Linked DNA regions of Mus musculus: region 1 is linked to region 2. Evidence: chromatin contacts called from public HiChIP or PLAC-seq data. All regions are on one chromosome and are shown on one strand. Each heading gives the region's core, a stretch centred on a gene start, on an enhancer-like site or on the middle of the called end of the contact. The rest is flanking DNA. Distances are from core to core; before and after follow the strand shown. Region 1 holds the start of Gigyf1 (GRB10 interacting GYF protein 1). Region 2 holds the start of Vgf (VGF nerve growth factor inducible).

Region 1 (5,250 bases), core at 1,563-4,062, 490 kb after region 2:
CTTATAATCCCAGCACGCAGGAGTCTGAGGCAAAAGCGTTCTCTAGAAACTAAAAGTAAAGTTACCACTTTAGGCATTAATTGTTTTTTAATGTGCATTGGTGTTTTACCTGCATGTATGTCTGTATGAGGGTGTCGGATTCCCTGTAACTGGAATTACTGGACATTTGTGAGCTGCCACGTGGTTGCTGGGAATTGAACTGGGATCCTCTGGAAGAGCAGCCAGTGCTCCTAACTGCCGAGCCCTCTCTCCAGCCCCACTTTAGTCATTGTTTAGGTGTGTAATTCTCTGTGTTAATCCGTGTAGTGTTATTCAGCTGTCATGGCTATGTCCACATCCTTCTGGGCCCAGCTGAAACTCTAGACCTGGGCAGTGTTTGTGGGCAGCCCCATCAGTCCCAACTCTAGGTCTTTGACTTTGACCTGCCCCGACCCCTGGCTACTCTGTAAGAAACATCCTACAGGGGTTATCTTTCTTGGAGTCTAGTCCCCTGTCCCCCTCCCTCCTGCTGGGAACTGAGCACAGGTCCTTTAGACAAGCAGCAAGTACTCTCGACCACTGAGCCATCTCTCCAGCCCCAGGTCCCTTTGTGGCAGTTGTGGAGGCTGAAGCCAGACAGAGCCTTGTGCGTGCTGGCAAGTGTCTGGCTGTTGAGGGACATCTCCAGCCCCTTTAGTGTTTATTTTGTTTTTCCTAGGGGTGAGGAGGTGGGGAGCTTAAACTTTTTGAGGGGTTCGAGACAGGGTTTCTCTGTGTATCCAACTTTTTGGGGGGGGGCGGATTGAGACAGGGTTTCTCTGTGTATCCCTGGCTGTCCTGGCACTCACTTTGTAGACCAGGTTGGCTTCGAACTCAGAAATCCGCCTGCCTCTGCCTCCCGAGTGCTGGGATTAAAGGCGTGTAGGCGTGTGCTACCACGCCCGGCTGGAGCTTAGACTTTAGATCCTTGTGTACTACCACATGTGGTTCATGCAATGTGAAGGTAAAACCCAGGGCTTTGTGCTAGCTAGGCGAGCACTCTTCCTCCTTAGTGTCGTCTCCAGCCCCTAAGGGCTGCCTAGTCCCAGCTCCCCTCAGGGTGATTGTGGAGCCCTCCTGAATCTAGTGCAGTCATTGGGGTCGGGAAGGGGGAGTGGAGTGTGCAGCCTGAGCTAGCCCAGGCTCTTGTAGTTAAGACACTTACCTCACTGTGGCTTGGGAGTTCTGGGGTGCTGAGATTCTGGGTCACCCCATTGTCTGCCATGGGGCCTTGGTTTAGTTACTGAGGAGACCCTCTTTCCTAGACTCCTCTAGTGGACACTCTCTTCTTCCTTCTAGATTCCTGGCGTCCTGCAGCGGATGGCGACTGGAGAGGCACACTGGTCCAGCCTCCTGCCCAGCCTGTGATAAAAAACCCACGTATTCCCCCCGGACACTGCCTGTCCTTCCTTCTCTACTCTGCCCTTCCTGAGAGTCTCCTACCCAGGACCCTAGAGGAACTTGCCCTGTTGCTGCCACTGCTGCCTCATTAGCCACTAGAGACTGAACTTGCCTCTTCCCATATGGTGAGGGAGCCTTCCGCCAGCCACAACCTGAGAACCCTGCTCCCACCTTGACCTTTTTTCTGAGGGGCAGTTGTTGATGTAGGGTAGGAGTTTAGGTCTTGGTTCCTATTCCTGTGGCCACACCCACCTGCTCAGAGCCTACCGTGAGTGGAGTGAGTACCTGTGGCTCTGGAAGTCCTGTCTGCTTAGTTTGTGCTGAAACCCAGCCCCCTCAGACAGATGCCCTAAGTTTTCTTTAGAGAAGTTGGCTTGTTCCAAGGCTTGTCATACTGCTTTATAAAATGGACCATTCCTCTATAGAACATAAGCGGCCCCAATGCCTGCCTGTCTTATTTTTTGAGACAGGGTCTCATATAGCCCAGGCTGGCCCTAAACTCTTATGTAGCCAGAAGTGACCTTAAATTTCTGAACCTCCTGCCTCTCTCTATCTCCCAAGTGTTTGGGATCAAAGCCGGGTGCTATATTCCTTGTTGGTGTGGTGTTGGGGGCAGAGTCTAGGGCTTCAAGTATGGTGAATAAGTGCCCCCCCACCCCCAGCCAAACTATATCCCCAGTCCAGTGATTGTTTCAGAATAGTCTTACTGTGTGCTGTCCCAGGTTGTCCCAGGAACTTGCAGTCCTCTTGCCTTTGTCTCCTGAGTGCTGGGATTACAAACATGGGCATTACAAAGCAGGCTTAAGTTTTGTGCTGAAAATCCTCACTGTATTCTGGGCACACTGGTTACCTCAGCCATCCCATGAGAGCACCTCTGACCAATGACCACATTGTCCCTTCTCCTGAGTGCACTGTACCCGGCAGCTGTGGGCCAGGGGCTGGGAGACTGTCTAATTCACTGGGGTAACCTCTCTCTTCCTCCTCTTCTCCCTAAGGATCTCTCCCAGATGTGAAAGTTTCTCCCAGGCACTTAGAGGCTAGAGCTAGTTGCTTGGGGATCCTAGTTCAGCGCAGCCCGGCCCCTGTGAGACCAGAGAGCCCTTGTTTCCCTGGACAGAACTGTCAGGTGAGTGTTGGGCCACCAGAGGGCGTCCCACTGAGCTGGAAGGGGCTCAGGCTTCAGTGTTCCCTCACTCCCTAGGACTCTCCCCTACCCTGACTCAGCTTTGGTTAACTCATGGTGTGAGTGGTCACCTGTCTGGTGTAGGTGAGTTCAATGCCAAAATGTCTCACCGTCTAGATGGAGGCCTGTCACTGGCCCAGCAAAGTGCTGGCGCCATGACTGATCTGCCCTGCACCAGCTTACTCATGACTTGTCTGTGACCCTACAGGTATTTGGACAGTACTCTCCTGGTCCTGTCTCTGCCATTCATCCTTGACCTTTGAGAAGCATCGAAGCTCCACAATGGCAGCAGAGACACTCAACTTTGGGCCTGAGTGGTGGGTCACTTAAGCTCTGGTCCAGGGGAAAAGCTGGTGTAGGGGTGAAGGGCCACGTGGACCTCCGTCTCCCCTTTTTTTTTGTACCTGTTTTAGGCTGAGAGCCCTTTCGAGTGGTGGCAGCGTGGCCTCTCCACCCCCATCTCCTGCCATGCCCAAATACAAGCTGGCAGATTACCGCTATGGGCGAGAGGAGATGCTGGCCCTCTATGTCAAGGAGAACAAGGTGAGGTTTGGGATGGAGCACAGCTCCCTCGCCCATTTGCCTTATCTGTGAGTTGCCTCTGAGTGGTTAATATATTGGGCCTCCTGCCCCATCCCAGGTCCCGGAGGAACTACAGGACAAGGAGTTTGCTGCAGTGTTACAAGAGGAACCGCTGCAACCTCTGGCTCTGGAGCCTCTGACTGAGGAGGAGCAGGTGGGGCTGGGCCTAGGGTGGAGGAGGGAGGGGCTGGGCTTGGGAAGATGGGGGCTGACTGGGTGACGGTCCTCACTGCCATCCCTGGCTCCCTCCTCAGAGAAACTTCTCGCTGTCGGTGAACAGTGTGGCTGTGCTGAGACTGATGGGGAAAGGGGCTGGGCCCCCTTTGCCTGCCACCTCCCGTGGCAGGGGCAGCACTCGGAGCCGAGGTAGACAGCGACTCCTCGTATTTTTTAGGGGAGGAGGTGGGCAGAGTTGGAGTGGGTGGTGGCAAGGATACAGAGGGACACTGGAGGGTCCCAGACCCAGTGTAAACCCTCTTCTTCAGGGCGAGGCCGTGGTGACAGCTGCTTTTACCAAAGAAGCATTGAGGAAGGCGATGGGGCCTTCGGAAGGAATCCTCGGGAGATCCAGCGAAGCCAAAGCTGGGATGACAGGTGGGGATGACAAGATGGAGAGAGACGGGCAGAACGGAGGAGTGCCACTGAGCTGGAATAGGGTGACTAGAGGGACCAGAGACACCCAGCAGGCCAGCCCTGATCAGAGCCCCTGGGTCGTGTCTACCCAGCCTAGCACCCCCTGGGGAAGGGTGATGTTTGACCGACGCCTTTCTTCACAGAGGCGAGAGGCGGTTTGAGAAGCCTGCAAGGAGGGATGGAGGTATGAGCGTGTTGATGATGGTGGCCAGCATGGTCGGGAGGCAGTGGAGGTGGGGTTCCCAGGTAGGGGGATGGGGGGGGAGCTAATAGGAGTAAGCTCTCTTGAGGTTCATCCATGCTTACTGTTTGTCTCCCCTGTGCCAGTACGGTCTGGCTTTGAGGAGGGAGGGGCTGGCCCAAGGAAGGAGCATGCACGCTCAGACAGTGAGAATTGGCGCTCACTTCGAGAGGAGCAAGAGGATGATGGCAGCTGGAGACTTGGGGCGGGACCCCGGCGAGATGGTGATCGCTGGCGTTCCACCAGCCCTGGTAAGATGGGGGCTAGGTGGGGTCAGGATATCCTGGCGATACTAGGGAAGAGGTGCCATGCACGCGAGGAACAAGAAGATCCCAGGGGAAGCCTGGTGGACTGGAGAAGGTGGGGCTTGGCTTGGCTGGGCACTAGAGGATTTTTGCCCTTCTCCAACTTTCTCTTTCAGATGGTGGTCCCCGCTCTGCTGGCTGGCGGGAGCATGGGGAGCGGAGGCGCAAGTTTGATTTTGATTTGCGAGGGGAGCGCGGAGGGTGTGGTGAAGAGGATGGGCGGGTTGGGGGCGGCAACTCTCACCTCCGGAGATGCCGGGGGCTCGATGGCTTTGAAGATGACAAGGATGGGCTCCCCGAGTGGTGCCTGGAGGATGAGGATGAGGAGATGGGCACTTTCGATGCCTCCGGAGCCTTCCTGCCCCTTAAGGTACTCATCTCAGGGGCCAGTGGGGTGGTGGCAGCTGCCCCCTGGCTGCCCTCCCACTGTGTCCACTCTGCCCTCCCCACACAGAAGGGCCCCAAGGAAGCCATCCCTGAGGAGCAGGAGCTTGATTTCCGGGGCCTGGAGGAGGAGGAGGAGGAGGAGGAGGAGCCGTCAGAAGGGGTGGATGAAGAGAGGCCTGAGGCAGGTGAGCCCTCATAGCGGTGCAGGGACAAGGCCTGAGAAGCTCGGGCTGGGGCAAGTTGGCAGAGATGTGTTGCTAAGCTGGCTGCTGACTGGCCGCCCATGTGTCAGGTCAGGCCGCTTAGAAACGTTCAGGCGGGAGTGGTGAGACGGTTTGGCACGTGAAAGGCTTGCCACCAAGCATCATGCTGTGAGTTCAATCCCTGGAACCCACAGGAGAGAGGGGAGAAGAACCATTTCCACCAGGTTGTCCTCTAGCCTGCAGCACGTGTGCTGGGGTGGGTGGCGGGCCGGGGCGGGCCCAGGCAGGTGTGCAGAG
Region 2 (5,226 bases), core at 2,164-4,663:
GTCTTAAGAGGTTATTGATGGGGCTAGGGTTGGGTGGGCAGCATGTAGCTCAGTTGGTAAAGCGCTTGCCTAGCATACATGAAGCCCTGAGTTCAAATCCCCAACTCTGCATAAACTGGGCACTATGGAGCATATCAGTAATCCTAGCACTTAGGAGGGCGAGACAGTCTGGTCATCTTCCGACAAGGTCATCTTCCAACAGTGTGAGTGAATTGGAGGCCAGTCTGGGCTACTTCTCAAACACAACAAAATAATGACAAAGGGAGAAGCTATGAAGGGCATGGGTCATCCCTGGGAGGCGAAGTATGATGTGGGAATGAGCTGACCTAGGGACCAGGGAGAGAGATCCCCAAGAGCAGGAAGGCAGGAGGGGTCCATGCCTATGCAACAAAATCGCCAAACCTGTCGCCTTTGGGATCTGGTTGCCTTCTACCTTGCCCACCTCCACCCTAGGATGACCAAGAGTCTTGAGATACGAGTTTTTGAGCAGTTCCTTGGCTTTCCAAAAAAGTAAGGGTGGGGAGTTGGGACTGGTGATAGAGAAATAGGGAATGTCCCCAAGAACCAGGGATTAGGATGTGGGGGCTGCAGAGAAGTGGCTTCAATTATGAGATGTAATGTCCCGAGATTTATAGAGAATAAGAGGAACAAGAAATGTTAAAATGCAAGAAAATGTTAAAATGCAAGAAAATGTTAAAATGCAGGAAAATGTTAAAATGCAAGAAAATGTTAAAATGCAAGAAAATGTTAAAATGCAAGAAAATGTTAAAATGCAGAGAAGTTCACCACATAGGCATGGACACACTCCAATAGGCAGTAAAGGAGCTCTAGGAATTCACAAAGACACACACACACACACACACACACACACACACACACACACACACACACACACACACACTCAAAGCCAGGCACCAGATCTGAGTGCATACAAAGACCCCAAACATCACAGATGTGTCTACAATCCCAAGAGATTAGAATTTCACTGATGTGCCAACAGTCACACAAGTGGCAAACTGCAAGAGAAGTCTCTCCCTCCATTTAAACTGGGGCCATATCCACCCAGTCTTCACGTGCTTCTCCCTGTTTCTTCTCCTTTTCTTCTCTGCTTTAGGTCCTTTTAATCTCTGTCCAGAGAAGCACACACGCGTATATGCAACATGAGGGTGCTTGTGTATGCATGCAAGCACACAGGTATAGGGTTCCTTTAGTGTGTCCATCTCCTTTCCCTGGAACTCAAACTTAGATTCTCACTCCCATCAGGCAGTCCTTTTGTCGAGCTCTCTCCCCCTCCCTTCTCTCTCTAAAGGTTTCCCCTCCCCCTCTCTGAACCACCAGCTTTCTGATTCACCTTCCATAAGGAGGATAACGTGACCCCCCCCCCCCCAGCCCACGGCTCCAGGGAACCAGGCTGAGAAGATGAAGAAAGATGGGGAGGGAAAAGGGAAGGAGGGTCTAGCCACAGTTGTGTGTGGAGGGGTGTCAGATGCTGCTGTGCTGTTGTTTTTGTTGTTGTTGTTGTTGTTGGTGTGTCTTTAGGCACCCCTCCCTCCATTCTTTGGAATATCCACTGTCACCTTGGTTCTCAAGTTTGTTTATTTATTTTTCTTTCTCTCTCCTTTAGCCTGCTTCTTCAACCTGCTTCAGGTTCTTTTCCTTCCATCCCCCTGTCCCCATCTCTCTTCTCTTTCCTCTCTCACCCCACCTTTTCTCTGCAGAGCTGATGGGGTTTCTTCTGGGAAAGTCAAGCCACTGATGGAAGGGAGAAGCCACTGCTGGTTATAGAGAGAAAGCACGTGAGTGTGTGTGTGTGTGTGTGTGTGTGTGTGTGTGTGCCCGCGCGCGCGCCCTCGCGCGTGCACGAGCTAGGGGCTTAAAATGAGGGTCAGTAACAGGATGGTATGAGGGGGCTGACTCTGAAAGAGGTTCTGAGACCCTCCAGATGCCCTCCCCATTCTGGTTTCCAAAGTGTCAGGGTGCGGGGGGGCTTTGCGTGTGCCTATAAGCACCCCTGTGTCCGCAGTCCTTGTGTGTCTGGTGTGTGTCATTGTCCCCCCCCTTTCCCTGCCCACGCCCCCGCACTGCTCTCCGCCTGCACCGCAGCCCCCTCCAGCCTTCCTCCCTCCCCTTCATTCCTGCAGTAGCAGCTCCCGGGGCCACCTTTCCCTCTCCTCTACCCCCTCCCCATTTCCGTCCTCCCATCCCACCCCCGCCCACGTCTGGTCTCCCTTCACTGGACCCGGCTGGCTGATAGATTTTCTGCGCAATCTCTGCGTCATCGCCCCCCACTCCCGGAACCTCTAACTGTCCAAGCCCCCAGCCCCAACCCCTCTGGGCAGGAGATACGGTCGAAGGGTCTGATGGCTGAGAGGGTCCATCTCTGACGTTGCAATTCACCCCCCCCCCCCGGTCGCGTTCAGACCTCCCCTTTAAGCGGTAGAGAGAAATGGAGTTGAGTCACCCTCTCCACCTGCTCAACCCCCTCCCCACCTGGTCTGCTCTCGCCCTCCAAATGTCCTTGGGTGGGGGCTGTGGGGGAGAGGGAGACAGGCTGAAGGGTGTGGGAGAGTTGGATTAAAAGGGGGCACAACAGGAACCCCCTAACAGCCACAGCAGAGCCCGCTGGCCAGAAGGACAGACACACCTTTTTTTCCCCAACCCCTTCAGACACGAACTGGTTTGAACAGACACGACCCAAAGGCACACACATCGTCAATCTTTCCCTTTTCTCTCTCGACTAGGACCCTTTCCAAGGTGATTACCCAAACCGCAAGATCCACCCATCTGCGCTGACCCTGGGCGGGCATCCCGCACCGCAAATCCACCCCCTCCTCTCAGGTTCAAGTTGTCCTTGGGCGTGCTCCCTATAGACCATACTGTGGCGGAGTAGGGAGCCAGGCCCCTTCCCCTTTCAAACCCTTACCGTCCCCCCATCCAGTACTGATCTTTTACTGGCGCCCAATTAGATGCTGGCGGTGCCCTCTTCCTATTCTGCTCAGCAACGCAGGCTCCGCGCCGCAAGTGCTTTGTAACCCACCCTCCCGCCTTCTGGTTCCTCTGTACCCACCCTTCCATTCATTTTTACATTCATTCATTCATCCTTTTCTCCTCGTCCCTCCTTCATTCATTCATAGCCCCCTGCCCCGCCCGCCTCGACATTTCATTCATTCATTCATTCATTCATTTCCCGGAGCTCGGCTAGCGCACGCCCCTCTAGCCGAGGGCCCTACTGCGCAGGTGCAGGCCGGGAGCGACGCTTATCCTCCAATCATTGGACTTTCACCGTCCACCAGACACCCGCCCGCTTCCCCATGAATGAACATTGACGTCAATGGGGCGGGGCTATCCCACGTGACCCCGCGCGCTCCCCTTTATAAGGCAGAGGCGGCGCGGGCGCTGTCCAGCGTGCTGAAGCCGGAGCGAGAGCGCTGTTGCTGACCCAGCTGAGCCCAGCTTCTAGGACGCCAGCCCTCGACCATCGCTCATACTCCAGCCACGGAACAGAGCCAAGGCGGACCGGTCCCGACTTTCCCCCTGCCCCGACCCTCCTCTCCACCTCCCGCCGTCGTGACACCGGCTGGTAAATACTCCGCTGTCCATCCCTCCAACCCTCTTCACTCGTGGGCGTGAAGGGAGGATTTTCTTTCCATATGGGGTATTGAGAGCATAGCGGTGTGCCCCCGGGAAGGGTCTTTGGTAAAAGGGGAGTCTCTGCTTTTTTGTCGCTGATGAAGTCACCCACGCACCATCCGGGGAGTCCTGTGGGGAGGGAACAGATCCCCCCTCCCGCTTATCATTGCTGCTTAGTACGCGGGCGCTGGCTGAGAGATGACTTAGGGAAGGGGGCGACAGGAGGTACTGGGTACCCAGAAGGAGGATTGCGGGCGTTCTCTGCCCATTTGCACGACCCCAGAGATCGCCACATCTTTCTTGTTCTCTGCTAAACGTTTCTTTTCGGGTAAGGTTAGAGAAATGAGGGAAACCCCGGATTTCCTGCTTAAAGGTGGGGGGAGGGAAAGCAGAAATAGAAAGCGGGGAGTTCTTATAGAAATCCTCTATTTCTTTGATTTCTTCTATTTTTCAGTCTCTGGCAGCCCGTTGGTCATGAAAACCTTCACGTTGCCGGCATCCGTCCTCTTCTGCTTCCTTCTACTGATCCAGGGGTTGGGAGCAGCGCCCCCCGGGCGCCCCGATGTTTTTCCTCCTCCCCTCAGCTCTGAGCATAATGGGCAGGTAGCTGAGGACGCAGTGTCCCGGCCAAAGGATGACGGCGTACCAGAGGTCCGAGCTGCTCGGAATCCCGAGCCTCAGGACCAGGGAGAGCTCTTCCAGGGCGTGGATCCCCGGGCGCTGGCCTCGGTACTGTTGCAGGCACTGGACCGTCCGGCCTCGCCCCCGTCGGTCCCGGGAGGTTCCCAGCAGGGAACACCCGAAGAAGCAGCAGAAGCTCTGCTGACCGAGTCCGTGCGCAGTCAGACCCATAGCCTCCCGGCACCAGAAATCCAAGCGCCCGCTGTGGCCCCCCCTCGCCCTCAGACTCAGGACCGCGATCCCGAGGAGGACGACCGCTCAGAAGAGCTGGAGGCGCTAGCATCCTTGCTCCAAGAACTTCGAGATTTCAGTCCGAGCAATGCTAAGCGCCAACAAGAGACGGCGGCAGCAGAGACTGAAACCCGCACGCACACGCTGACCCGAGTCAATCTGGAGAGCCCCGGGCCAGAGCGCGTGTGGCGCGCTTCCTGGGGAGAGTTCCAGGCGCGCGTTCCGGAGCGCGCTCCTCTTCCGCCCCCGGTCCCTTCCCAATTCCAGGCTCGAATGTCCGAAAGCGCTCCCCTTCCCGAAACTCATCAGTTCGGGGAAGGAGTGTCCTCCCCTAAAACACATTTAGGTGAGACTTTGACACCCTTATCCAAGGCGTATCAAAGTCTAGGTGGCCCCTTCCCTAAGGTGCGCCGGCTCGAGGGCTCATTCCTGGGCGGCTCCGAGGCAGGAGAGCGCCTGCTTCAGCAAGGATTAGCTCAGGTAGAGGCAGGGAGGAGACAGGCGGAGGCCACCCGGCAGGCCGCGGCGCAAGAAGAGCGGCTGGCCGATCTCGCCTCCGACCTGCTGCTCCAGTATCTGTTGCAGGGCGGAGCCCGGCAGCGCGATCTCGGGGGTCGCGAGCTGCAGGAGACGCAGCAAGAGCGGGAGAACGAGAGGGAGGAGGAGGCAGAGCAGGAGAGGCGA

Evidence for each region. HiChIP or PLAC-seq counts read pairs in DNA pulled down with a chosen protein or histone mark.
Region 1: a FOXA1 HiChIP or PLAC-seq map of pancreatic cancer cells shows a contact between it and region 2. The contact joins the promoter of Gigyf1 here to the promoter of Vgf in region 2. A contact is called at or near these places in 5 of 39 promoter capture datasets (the 3T3-L1 cell line, embryonic stem cells, hippocampal neurons and 2 more), 7 of 484 Hi-C or Micro-C datasets (Th1 cells, cortical neurons, embryonic stem cells and 1 more) and 12 of 115 datasets of contacts at active chromatin or transcription factors (SST interneurons, bone marrow-derived macrophages, differentiating embryonic stem cells and 5 more).

Annotation. Positions count from the first base shown.
Region 1 is chr5:137,516,068-137,521,317 of GRCm38.p6, forward strand. Gigyf1 (GRB10 interacting GYF protein 1) reads left to right here and starts at 2,813. Exons shown (of 24, transcript NM_031408.2): 1 at 2,813-2,919; 2 at 3,016-3,145; 3 at 3,243-3,338; 4 at 3,439-3,550; 5 at 3,670-3,778; 6 at 3,961-4,001; 7 at 4,145-4,309; 8 at 4,480-4,733; 9 at 4,818-4,935. The coding sequence starts at 2,885.
Region 2 is chr5:137,026,882-137,032,107 of GRCm38.p6, forward strand. It overlaps Vgf (VGF nerve growth factor inducible), which reads left to right and starts at 3,414. Exons shown (of 2, transcript NM_001039385.1): 1 at 3,414-3,580; 2 at 4,085-5,226. The coding sequence starts at 4,105.